Linked DNA regions of Drosophila melanogaster: region 1 is linked to region 2. Evidence: chromatin contacts called from public Hi-C data. All regions are on one chromosome and are shown on one strand. The core of a region is the stretch at or near the end of the contact, and the rest is flanking DNA. Distances in the headings are between cores, read along the strand shown. Region 1 holds the start of Osi2 (Osiris 2). Region 2 holds the start of CG2017.

What was found. Hi-C and Micro-C count contacts between places; a contact is called where the count stands out from the background.
Region 1: a Hi-C map of the Kc167 cell line shows a contact between it and region 2, with 2.3 times the contacts expected there. The contact joins the promoter of Osi2 here to the promoter of CG2017 in region 2. A contact is called at or near these places in 2 of 107 Hi-C or Micro-C datasets (the Kc167 cell line and embryo) and 1 of 6 datasets of contacts at active chromatin or transcription factors (the Kc167 cell line).

Annotation. Positions count from the first base shown.
Region 1 is chr3R:6,208,036-6,214,400 of dm6, reverse strand. Osi2 (Osiris 2) reads right to left here and starts at 5,028. Exons shown (of 5, transcript NM_001275374.1): 1 at 4,925-5,028; 2 at 2,587-2,941; 3 at 2,162-2,308; 4 at 1,873-2,012; 5 at 908-1,552. The coding sequence starts at 2,939. The coding sequence ends at 1,020.
Region 2 is chr3R:5,861,153-5,868,050 of dm6, reverse strand. CG2017 reads left to right here and starts at 5,646. Exons shown (of 4, transcript NM_169117.2): 1 at 5,646-5,680. side-III (sidestep III) reads left to right here. Exons shown (of 18, transcript NM_001043216.2): 16 at 1,029-1,187; 17 at 1,648-1,928; 18 at 2,249-5,186. The coding sequence ends at 2,902.

The DNA.
Region 1 (6,365 bases), core at 3,779-6,278, 350 kb before region 2:
AAAACATAGAAACCACTATTTATAGAAGTCTACGTTTTGCGATGACTTACACATTTTTTTAAGTGGCCTTCGGTTGGAGTCATAACAATTTCTCAATCTAAAGCAAGCCGCCTGGCTTGCCCCAGCAAAGCGGCTGCTGCGCTTTCTTTTGGAAAATGTGGTCCAGGCCAGTCGACTCCTCCGACGGTGTTGACATCTCCAAACACCACAGCCTTCTCGGCTACTCAGTTGCAGCTACTAGTATCACCTCTTTGGCTTTGGTATTGACTTTGAATTGGCCAAGCCAATCGGAGGAAGTTAGAGCCGTAGTGAAGTGTTATAAAAAGTTAAAAAACATAAGCATTCCAGGGAATTTTGAACAATTTGGTTTTTATAAATAATCACAGCCTTAAATATAGATAATATATATTTAAGCAGTACCCTAGATGACGAAATAAATACATCATATATACACGTTACAATCCTGTATGCCAGCAGACAATAGCTTAGATAAAAAAAAATTTCAATGTCAACAATCCAGAAGCTTTAAACTCCGGCAACATACAGGGCTTGAACCAATTTGGATTATGTTTAAAAAGAAAAGATAATCTGTAGCCACGGGAACTTCGAGCTCCAGATGATTTATTGCGATTTTCCCAAGCTCAATGGCAACCCTCGCTGAGACAAGCAAAGCCAAAAAACACGCCAGTCCACTTTTCCTCAGCTTCTTGGCTTAGCTTTTCATTGCCTTAATTAAAAGCTGCTTTTTATATTTATCGGCTTCGGCGCGAGTAAAAGCAGAGCAAGTGCAGAATTTGAAGACTCGTTTTGTAGTGAAATTTTTGCCGTTAATTGGAAACAGCTCTAGACCTCTGGCAAAGGAAACTATGGATGGCATCCTTCCTGTCCCAGTGCGAAATTCCTGTTTATTTTACAAACTTTATTTTATTTACAATTAGCGTAATAAATATTCTTATAGGAATGCAACAAGGCCGAAGGCCGAATAAATAACAACGCGGAGGTGGTTGGAGTCCTCGAAGTTAGCTCTTCTGAGGCTGTTGCTCGGCGACAATGTCCTTGCCGGAGTTTCGTCCATAGTATCCGTTGTAGGCCGCCTCCTGCGGATCCCCGAAGCTGACGGAGTTGCCGCCAACCTGCTGGCCCTGGACCTGCTGGCCCTGGTAGCTCTTGCTGTAGTAGTCGGTGTAGGGCTTGGCAAAGCTTGGCTCCTGGCGGTAGTAAGGTCCTGGAGCGCCTCCATGGCCGCCCTCAAAGTGCTCGTGGTGGTGGTAGTAGGTGGCAGCTCCCACTCCCTGGGGGTTGTACTCGGGGAAGGTGTTCTTGCCGCCAAACAGGCCCGACAGTCCACCGCCGAATGCTCCTCCAACACCACCTGGCGGACGGCACAGCTTGAAGTAGGCGAACAGACCGGGCAGGACAATAGCGGCCAATCCAAGGATCTTCTTGAGGCCAGCGATTCCAAGGATGAAGGGCAGGAAGAGCAGCAACTTCAGCTTGAAGATCTTCAGCACCAGCAGCAGGGGAATGATCATCTTCTTCAACTTCTTACGCGCTGCAATGGGTTATATCAAATTTATTATTGTAATGCTTGAAACCTCGAGGAAATGTTAAGACAATTAAATTCTCAATCGGCCTAGTATTATTTTTATAAGTTCAATGTTCCATGTCAAATTTCAAATGTCATTGCATTAGGAAAAGTAAATTATGATTCAATTAAACATTAACAAATGTATTGCATTGAAAATATAAATTAGAAATAATTTTAAAATTAAAACCATTCCTGACTCATTTGCATTTTTATCTATTTCGGATATTTTTATCCGCATTCAAATTTCTCTTTAACTCAACATAAATAATAATATGTAGACTTACAGAAATGTCCAGCCCGCTGTCCATCATCAATGAGGTCCAGTTCGCCATCAATGTCGTTTCCGATGAAGCGTGCTTCATAACGACCGGCTTCGGTGAGTTCCTCGGGCCACTCGACCTCTAGAGCCGTGGACTTGATGAAGCTGCAAGGAAGCGGAAACATGTCCGCGAATGAGCATTTACATTTTCATAAAAATCTCATATTTTATGCAAAAGCCGGGCCAACTTTGCGGCCCAAATTAATTTGCATCCGGCACGAGCCGCAGTCATTTGGCTAATTGTGACAGCTTACCGTTCGGCCCTTCGGAGTCCATATTTCAGCAGCTGATTCCACTCGTCGTCGTCGCCACGTGGCTCCTCGGAGTACTCGAATGGCTCCTGCAGCAAGGACCTCTGCTGGGTTTCTGGCAGTCGCACCACACGAGCAAAGTCGGAGAGCCTGGAAGTTAAAGGGATTCTTGATTAGCCTTCTCGTCAAGTGGTGTGTAACGCAAGAAAAATATGCCTATAAAAGTACGCCTTAACAAACCATTTCCCTCTAGATGAAATTCAGGTCGAGAAACTATATTTTTTACGTTGAGATTGTTAAGGAAGCCATTCTTTTCAAGTTACCGTTCAAGGGAAAATATGAAAGAGGCATCACTAGGAGATTCCTCTTCCCCAAAGACAGCAAGCGATTATTCCGTTTATAGTTGTATATACAATCATAGCGCTTACTTGTACTGGTCCTTGAAGAAGATCTCGTCGAAGGTGTTGAGCGCCTGAGTCTTGAAGCACTCGGAGAGGTCGCCGCCGAGGCAGTTGCTGTTGGTCCTGGCCAGGAAGGGATCGTTGTCGTTGCCCAGGCCAAAGATGCTGAGCAGGGAGGAGCGTCCGCGTTCCTCGCCAACTCCTGGCTGCTGTGCCTGTGGAAACTGTTGTTGCTGCTGGGGTTGCTGGATCTGCTGAGCCGGTGGCTGCGGTGCGTAGACTTGCTGGATGTTGTTGGACGACTGCTGGTCCGGAAGCCGAAGACCTTCGCCAGCCACCAGAGTGGCGAGGGCCAGAAAGATGAGCGCTCTCATTGCCATGGCTGTAAGCAGGAGAAGATGAAATGACTTAAACAAAGCTACTGGCACAAGTTTCGTTCGAGCCGCTGAAGTTTTCTCTCAATCACCCGATTATTCCAGCATTTTTGGCTCCGTCTCGCGATGTCAAAAAAGAAGTGTATATAGGCAACTATTTGGCTACTGCTTATTGGCTTAACGGATCGACTCTCCACTTAAAACTGACACACTTTTCACATGGCTTAGCGGTCCCGATGGCTCACTGTGCAATTAACCGCTCAAACGTAATAACTCTCGCTTTCAAGCCAACTTGACCACGGCTTACCACTCTTTGCTCTTCGGTGTTTACTGCTAACTCGACTTTGGTTTGCTTAAATTTCTCGTGGAGCTTTCTGCACCCAAAAATACAGATAAACCCACAGATGAGTTGGACCCAAAGTGAAATGCCGGCGGACCGGTTTGCCGGCTTAACCCTTTGTCGGCAATGAGGCGGGAAATGCTCGTAATTGAATTCCGTGCTAGAGCGCATAAACAGCGGGCCTAATGTGCTTTAAAAAGGTCAGCTCAGTCTGGTCAAGCAGAAGTGCAGTGAGGCGTTCCTAATGCGCATTATTGACAGTGGTTCGCATACTAACGGTAGGCGATAAAATGTCTACGAGATATGTACTAACTCTTGGTCATAACAAATTATGTAAAATAAAAAAGGATTCGCAATAAAATATCTTTCATTCTTTGCCATTTCTTTATATTTCGTAACTTTAAATTGGATATATAGAGACATTAAAAGAGTTTCAATCCCAAAAAGGAAATTTCCATTCGACATGTGGCCCAACCACTGTATTAAGATGGACGCCAGCTGAAATCGCACGCGAAAAGTTCGTTATGCTTCAGGGGCTTTTTTGGCCAGTTGCTTTTACTTTCGTTAGGCTTTCGTTATTTGGGCCAAATACAGACCGGGACTGGGACTCATCAGCGCGACGCTTGTGTGGCAATCCGCTAGTGGTATAGGCGAAACTAACAAAGAATTCGGCTCGCCCACCAACTTTAAAGAACTTCAATGTCCACGAGAAGAAAAGTTTGTGGGACGCCAAAGAGTATGCAACGAAAAACGCTTTATGGCGCGAAAGTGAAAAGTTTATGGCAATGGAAAGTCAAGCACCCGAAAGCACACAATAAATTGCGGATGTTTATGAGGAATCGTAATTGGATGGGAATGGGTGCGGAAGATTTATGGATTAGTGAATCATTATCGCTTCACGGCGAATATTTTGCACAGTCGGAGTGGTCTTTGCATGGCTATGTCGAAAGCGGTAACAAATTTTGGTCACTGTGTCTGTTGTGTTTGTTTCGCTATTTGTTTTGCTTTTTCATTTGCATTCGCCATTGAAGGTCAATGAAATGTGGACTGGTGATGGTCGGTATTACGAAATTACAGTGGCAATAAATGGAAATGATGGCTTTATCGGGTCGAAAGATTTAACAATTTATGTACACCCTTGAATAGCTCTCGTTTAGCAATGACTATGCCTATTTTGAACTTCTACTACTATTTTAACAATAAGATAAATACAAGTCTGCATTCGTTGAAAATAGCACTCCCTAAACGACTATCTACTAATCTGAATGATATTCAATATATTTAATGAACCTTAAAAACAGTGGCCTTTAATTCATTTACCGTATAAATTAAACTATTGTACATTAAATTTACACATGGCCATGCTTGAAATTATATTAATTTTCTTTGCAAAGTGTTCCAATAATCACAGATATAAGGACTTCTCTGTTCAGAGAACTGAATTTTCAGAAAATTTTAAATTTGCAACCGCTTTATTAAAGTACGGTTAAAAGTTATTGGCCACAATCGAATGGTCGTTTAAATTGGTAATGCAATGCTGGCGTTTCCCACATCTATATTATTTGCTTATTACACAATTTATCGCAGTTCATTTCACTTCACTTCACACAATTTTACATTCTTTTTTCGAACGGTTTTTTCCGCTGTTTACCTTTTGCTGTTTCCTATAAGCGCCTGGGGTGATTTTGGTTAGGTATATCCTTGACGCGTTTTCCGAGCGACTCTGTCTTTCTGCTGGCCGAAAGCGACTGTGCCGTGGCTGCTGGACGGCAAAGATTTTATATGAAATGCGAGAAGTGGCGAGAGGAGGAGTCGGTGGCGAAGTCAACACATGGAGACAATAGCCCAGCCACTGTCGTCGCTTTTGGCCCGCAACGATGATGGCTAAGAGGCAGATCTCAACGCGGTCGCACTTGCGGTAGGTTGTGGATACGATCAGTCGATCGGGTTTACTTTTGACTCCGTGGGTGAGAGACAACGACCTGTGCTTCTTCGCGTCCGGCTGGGCGAGTCGAGCGTTCGTGTGCCTTGAGAAAATCCCAAAATTATTGTGGCGCACGTCGAGGCCTTGGCTTTAATTCGAGTTTGATTTAAAGAGCCAACAAACTGTTCAAGTGACTCATTCCGGGAAAACGTACGTCACAGTCGCAGGGATTATGCAACTCTTGGCCTCTTGCCTCACATACGATTATTACTTTTACTGCAAACTGGTTTTTGGAACGCCCACGTTTAAAGTCAGGGCGAAATGCGAACCAGAGGAACCTGCATCCAGTGAGTTTTTGCATTGTCTGCAATTTCCTGCGGCGGCAACTGTGGGCCAATCGTGGGGCAACTGGGCAATTCCCCATCTGGCTGCCACAAAAATCAAAACAGGCGGCACTGCTGCGGGTTTTCCCGCTGCCACACTCGCACGATTTCCCGATTTTCCTCGGTCAGCGGAGGCACGATCTGCCAACGAGGCCGCAAACAGAAGCCCGCCGGCGGAAATTGTTTCCGTCAGTTCGAGGGCACTTGTGTGCGGAGGCGTGGCCGGGTGCAAGGCTGCGGTCGGAGACGCTTTTGTTTTGCCGGACATGTTGCCCAAGCCGCGTAATTGAATCATCTACTTGGGCAGCCCTTTAAAGCATCTGACCAGAACATTCCGCATACATATGTAAACGTAAATAACTAGAAAAGAAAAAAAAAGGAGAAAATCCGGTAACAGAAGAGCTAAACACAATATTTGCAGCACTTCCTCTTCCACTGCACAGATTTGCGCCCTAAATAAATAAACCTAGCTCAAATTTCCGAAAATATATTTACGAAACAATACTACAAGTCGAAGCGAAACGCAGTAGTCAGTAGTAGTGGTATCTTTTATTAAATATGTATTACTTCATTGTCCACTTTTAATTAAACGAGACATTCCAGCACTATTAGTATTCAGGTATCATATACTCAAATTATTAACAAACTGCATGTTTTAAGTAAAATACTATAGCACACATTTTTCCAAAGTCATTCCGCCGACTTTTTTATATGATTTCTTAGTCTTTTGTTAGTGCAGATTCAAGGTTCTATACTTGTGTAAAATATAGATATTTTATCAAAAA
Region 2 (6,898 bases), core at 4,397-6,896:
GCCATCGCCATCGCAATTGGAATCGCAATAGCAAATACAACAAACTAAGCGAGCGATTGGCTGAAGGAACGCTGCCTGTGGCAGCCACTTGACATGCGACGTGCGTTTTATGGGCGCAAACCCAAGGGGCGGGGCGTGGCGGTGCGGTATTGGCCATATGGGTTATGGATTTGGGTGATATGGCTGGCTCGGCTGGAAAAGCGCTGGGCGAGCAGCATTCAAGTGGCCAACGCCGCATCCAATTTATTGGACCCTCGCCGACCAATGGCTATTTATCGCGTTCGGTCAGACAAAGAGCTGGCATATAGCTTTCATCATCAGAAGTCAGGGAAAATAACCTGCATACGCGTGCGTTTTATATCACAAATTGTATTTTAAGTGCCGCATTCCCAATTATGTTTGAACTTTGCACTCACTGCGAGAGTCGTAGCATGATGAAAATAAACGTATTTTGAGATTACATAAACGGGGTTTTAAGCTATGAAAGCATTAAACAAAAATGTTGATTAAAAATTAATATAAATAATTTAATATGTTTAAATATATCACACTTTTTCTTTCATAAAGATATATTGAAAAACTGCCTTCCTACCTCATTATTATTCATTATTATTATTTCCTTTTGCATCACTTTCTTTTAACCAAATAAATAAAATTAAAATTATAATAAATCTTAACATAAATAAACTTATAAGCGTATGTATCTATCAGTTTTAAATATTTTTTTTTCATTAGGCTTAATTAAGAATAAAAGCAACCTAGAGAATTACCATGGGTAATTCCCAAATTACCAAATGGGAATTACCAAAAGGGGTATATCTATGTTCGATTTAATCGAAATTTCACTGTGCAATTCCTGAATAGGGGAATACATACATTTTACCTTCTGTTAGCATGATTACAATTATTTCTACTAACTGTATACATTTTTATTGGAAGCCCAAACATGAAAGGAACATCATCAATGAAGACACATCTCCCGTAGCAATGTCCTAATCGCTCTACCATTTGTTGCTTCCATTTTGCAGATGGTCGAATGGGCCTGTCCATCTTGCCCCTGGCTGCTCTCCTCGCCGGCACACTATTCACCGTGGGCATAGCGGTGCTATCCGTGGTGGTCATCGCCGTTCGCAGGCGCCGTGGCCAAGGAGCCCGCAACATGTGCGATGACAAGGACAAACACCTGGGTGGGTAATTGCAGCACACGCACGGACATGTGGAGGGCACCCAAATACCCTGGCAGGGGATCAAATAGTTTCCTTTGATGGCCCGTCATCAAGTGTTGAGGTTTTTCAGTTTCTATTAGGTGATCCGCTCCCATTATACAAATCCTATACAGCTTCTAAATGTATCCTGACTTTATGAAGAAGTATCCTCAATCTAAAACTTTAATCAAATCGTATCTACCAGAACTGCGTTACTTAACTAATTACAATACATTTCGAATTAATGATGAATTAATAATGATGAACTTGATGTCAAAAATCAAGTTCTAGATAGTTAGTTAGTTAGCTATCTTGGCAGTGAAAAAGATCAGTTTTAAGGATGGTTCCAAGTAACATGCTGCAAGGGTATTTAGAACCACACAGTGCTGAGCCAACCCTATATGCTGTTGCTCTTTTTGCTAATGCTCCACTCTCCCGACAGGCATGGATGTGACGGTGACTGCGCCCTTGGAAACGGGAGCTGGCCACCAGCGACTCGTGGTGGCCTACACCCTGAAGCAGGGCATCGAGAAGCAGCCGGACATATTGAGCGCCCAGAAGAGTGCTCCAACTGGCGGTGACGCCTCGTCGCCGCTGGGAAATCGGCCGAGTGGTTTGTTCGCTGGCGGAGGAGGAGGCGGAGGAGGTGGTGGTGGGGCGGCCGGCCTTGCATCTGCCGCTCCCATGACGGGCAACACTGGTGGCCACAAAACCACGGATTATGTAAGTGCCAGTGGGCAGGAGGAGGCGTTGCCCTTTAACTATGCCATTTATGTATGTAGTCGACAACACAGGCGTTTATTGTAAACGGGCAGGACTTTATAGACATCCTTTACATTGCATTTTCAGTATGTTCCCCCCAATAATATGAAAATGATACTCAAAAAAAAATGTTAAATTAATTATCGAAAGTACATTCATTGATGGGAACATTACACAAAAAACGCAATGCAGAGGAAATGTAGTATTTATCTTTTATTAAATCGTTTTTTTAACTGGGTTTCTGTTTAGCGACTAGCCATCTAATCCCATTTTCATTGCAGGATGGCAATGCGCCGCACCTGAACAGCCCGCCCTCACAGTCCAGCACCTTGAAGCTGGAGAGTGACCCCGCGGCGGGTGGTGGTGGCCTGGTCGGTGCCCGGAGTGGCGGGAGCAACCCACCGCTTCTCTACGACGCCATGCCCACGCTGAGTCGCTACGAGCAGCTGGGCCTGAGCATGGCCAGCTATTCAGCCGGAGCGGGCACGGGCGGCAGCAGCAGCACCCTCAGCTCCGCCGGCAGCACGGTGAGCAATGCGATGGCCGCCAACGGAAGTGCGGGCCCGGGTGGCTATGCCGCCCACCTGCACCACACACTGCCCCACAACATGGCTCCTCAGCGGGGCCACGATCCGCTCAACCTGGCCGACTACCTGACCACCAGCAGCCTTATAGACTACGGCCTCAACAAGCCGCCCGCTGCCCACATGACGCTGCCCAAGGGCATGGGTCTGGGCCTGGGGATGGGATTGGGAGTGGGCGTTGGAGCAGGAATGGGCGTCGGTCCTGGACCGGGAATGGGCATGGGCATGGCATCGACGATGGCCGGCACGAGCCTGTCGCCGTCGCAGCTAAACACCATCACGCACAAGTCGGCGGCAGGACGAAACCACATCATCACGGACACACTGCCCGGGCCGGAGAGCTGCGTCTAAGCACCATCCTGTCGTCCTGGCATGGAAACCAAAAGACTGGCGCACAGCAGTAGCCCAAAAACACAGCCGAATCAGAGTGACACCGAACAACTACTAGTCATGTGAAGCTGCGGTCAAGTTTGCGGTGAAGGGGTTGAATGCGTTAGTTAATCCAGGTCAAGCCACCCTTATAAGTTTACTGATTCTACAGACCAAGTTTGAGAGTATGGAGTATAAAGTATACATGGTTTTATAGAAAAATTTAAATCTATTTCGAAGAAGATACGTGTTGTTTTTAGTAAACATTCGGTAAATTTTAAATGTTTATGTTTGTAAAACAACATATCCTAAATTTACGAACTACACTGTAAACTAAATAATTTTAGGATTCCAGAAATCACATTTTGTTAGTTGTATAGCGTTTTGTAAGCTCTATTATCTGATTAATATAAGATTATTCTAAACTAGAAATGAAATGGAGATTATCATTGTCAAAACGAAACTTTCTTAGAATAAATCTGTTGTAAAATTAAAAGTGCTGTAAGAAAGCCAATTTTAAGTTGGTTTTGAGTTTGGTCTTAAGCGAATTTGAAAAGAGGGTACTACCAACTTGACCGCAGCTGTACATTTAAAAACCTTGTTCGACAGCGTCGCTTAGAAGTAATTACTAGATGTAGAGGAGTAGCTAAAGTACGAATATGTATATGTAATACGTGTGTCTGTGTCTCCGTTCGTTTGTAAATGTTTAAGCTAAGTGTAACCGTAGATGTACTTGTATACTATATCCTCCGACTGGTGTAGGTCGTAGCCCCTCCCAGCCCCGCGCCTCGTGGTTCAGTCTTTAATTTAAGGGGCGACCCCCAAGGTGAAACTAATCTTCCACGACCTGTACCCATTGCGAGGCCGAGTGGCTGGGAGCAGGGCTCTCCAACTCGAAACTCGTTGTTGAATCTGTTTGTCCCGGCTAAAGTGAGAAGAACACATCCCCCGGAAAACATAGCCCCTCCTGCCGCAGACGCACTATTTGAACTGCCCTCCCGCAAACGAGATCAAAGTCGGGCCGACCCGAAAAAAGGCAAAGTTATATTGGACACGTCTTGCGCCATTGCGTGCCCAGTGCTGGTCATTATTTAACTTTTAAACACGCGCCAAAAACAGCACCAGATTTGAATTTAATGGTCACAGCAGTTGCTCCCGCTCCCGCTACCGCTCCGGCTCCACTGGCATTAGCAGCGGGGCCAGCCAACAAGTGAGCAATAAAGAAAAGTTTAGAAAAATATCCCAATCCATGCTGCCGGCCGAATCACCAATCCGGAGTACCCCATCCCAAATGAATGGGTATATAGAACTGGGCACGGATTTGTGCGCACGATAGCGCAAAACGATGACAATAAATGGAAAACTTTTTAATAAGCTAATAAAATGATTTATGCGGGTCGAGCGATAAGAGGGATAAAAGGCACGGAGTTCCACTTCCAGATGGCCATTTGATGGGCCCGATTCCGGCCAATTCCGACAGACAGACACCTCATTGACGAACGCCAACCAGTTGGACCTGAGCACGCACACACACACACACATACACAACGAATGTATTCTTGAGCATTATTTATTGGATATTGAATGGGTCGGCCCAGCTCGCAGGATTGGGGCAGTTCAAGAGGGGAGCGTAGCCCCCACCCCCCCACCACCCTATCATCCCCCTTTCATTGGCAATTGTTATCAAGGCATTAGCACATCGGAAATGCTATACGACTATATCATACTCAAGACAAGGGCTAAACGACTATAAGTGTTCTAACGTTTGTCATATCAGTTGGGCGATTCAGTTCTTGACTTTCTATCGAAAAAACGTAATTGAAAAAAAGAAATGTATATGCTAAGTCATCGATAGCGATTAGTAAAATCAATGTAATGTCATAATGTTTAAATGTAAAAGTTATAGCATCCAGGTAACTGGTAGAGCAAATCGTAAACTTCCTCCAAGTTTATACATATATAGTAAAGGTCCCCGCTGTAGATAACCAAAATCGAGTGCCAGTAGTGCAATTTTAAAACGATCCCCAACAACCTGTAGCATCACGACATCCCCATGATCCATGTCGAGGTCAGCAGATACTATTTTATGAGCCTCAGAGAGGTCAACGATGTACATACATACATGCAAGCCCAAGTCCCGAAAACAGACAGACATACATACATATACACATCATTGTAACTGACTACATATGTAAAAATGCTTAAAATATTTGTGATAAAGTAATAATGTTAATGATAAGGAATAAAACGTAAATATATTAATGAGAATACATTGAGTTTGAATTAAAGCAATTCGAGTTGTATTTTCATTGCTGGGAGGCACAAGGTTTCCTAAATTCTTTTTTTAGCAATCTAAAAACGTTACCATATCTTCACTCATTTGAATGATTTTTTGATACCAATACAAAATTATTTTGTAGCAAAGCAGATGTTTTTGAGCTTGCAAGATAGCTCCATCGAGATTGGAATTAAGTTCTATGCTGGCTAATAAACTTATTTGAGTAAAATTTACCAAAACGAATTCTCAACACTAAAGTACTAAAGTAAAGTATGGAAATGTAGGACATGCAGATGACCGCCTTCGCAACCCCATTTATTGTTAAAAATACGTTACTATTTAAATTTGAAAAATGTGTGCCGTTCACAATGGACGCCCCGTCAGCCAGTGTTGGTAAGGGTGCGCAGCAACTGGATAGGTCAGTGTCCAAAAGGGACTAACGCGTGGCGAGCATAAACATCTGTTTGTCGGAGTCACAAAATGTAGGAAGTTTATGGTTTATAATAATTGATTGGATTGCTGGCGCAACTTTGGCGTCCCCGAAATTTGAAGTGTGTTGTGAGTGCTTAACCCACATGAGTGCAAAATTGCCATGGCAACGTGAATCGAACACGAACAGCAACACCCACACAGAGACCATTGAAGATCCGCGCATTGTGGCGCAGTATTGCATCAGCAACTGCGTAAGTGCAGCACATTGACTCCATTTTTGTTTTGCTGATGAAATCGCAGCGCGATTTTTGTTTCTTGTGAAATTCCGCTCTATGCTTGCCAAGCTTTTGTTTGTTGGTTGCATGAATTCGGTAAACGCGACAGTTACTTCCCGGAATTCAAACGGAAAGGAGCTTTCCGCGAAGCGTCCTCAATCAATTTCGAGATAGAGATAGAGAATAATAACGCAGCTGACGCGGTCAAAACAAAAGCGCTTGTGTAGAAAATCAAATGCGAAGCAAACGCGGCGAGGACAAGACGCGAAAAGCTGTCAAAACTACGCGCCGAAAAAGGAAAGGGTCTGGTCGATCAGAAATCCGCTACGCAACACAGATTGCGTATCTACATAAAACGTAATAATTTAATTGTGTGGGAGTTATCTCACAATTAAGAAGGTTCGTTTTTAAACTAAGTTTCCTTATTTGAACAACAATCGTAGAACTAAAGAGGTGTGTTTGAATTGTGGAAAGCCAAGCATTAATTGTTGAATAAAATTATCAAACGTCGCGGCTTCGCATCAAAATCGTGAAAAAGTTAACTTTTATAGTTCCAGTGTCGAAGGACGTAATGGCGTGTGACGTAATTAAACATTGTATATCCTGCCTTCTAATTGCAAAAATAAAGTAATTAGAATTAAAACCTATAAATTTACCATTTATCGTTAGCTTTAGTAATTAAATAGGTTCGTAATAACATCCCGCATTAAATATTTAGGTAACTTTCTTCTTGTGGAAATTCACTAAGTTAATTTTTTTAAGCTCAACCCCCACTTGCTAAACAAAAAATACGTTCCATGAAAGAACTCAAACGCCCTAGGGTAAGGTATTGCGAAAGCTTTTGAAGTATTCAGGTGCTTGTTCTTCGGTCAACAAAGCAAAACAATCGGGAGCAGGTTATAAACAAAATCGAAAGGCACCCAAAAGCGGAGAGCACAAGTACGCACACAACTACGAACTACAACTACAAAGCACAGCACTCAGAACCCAGAT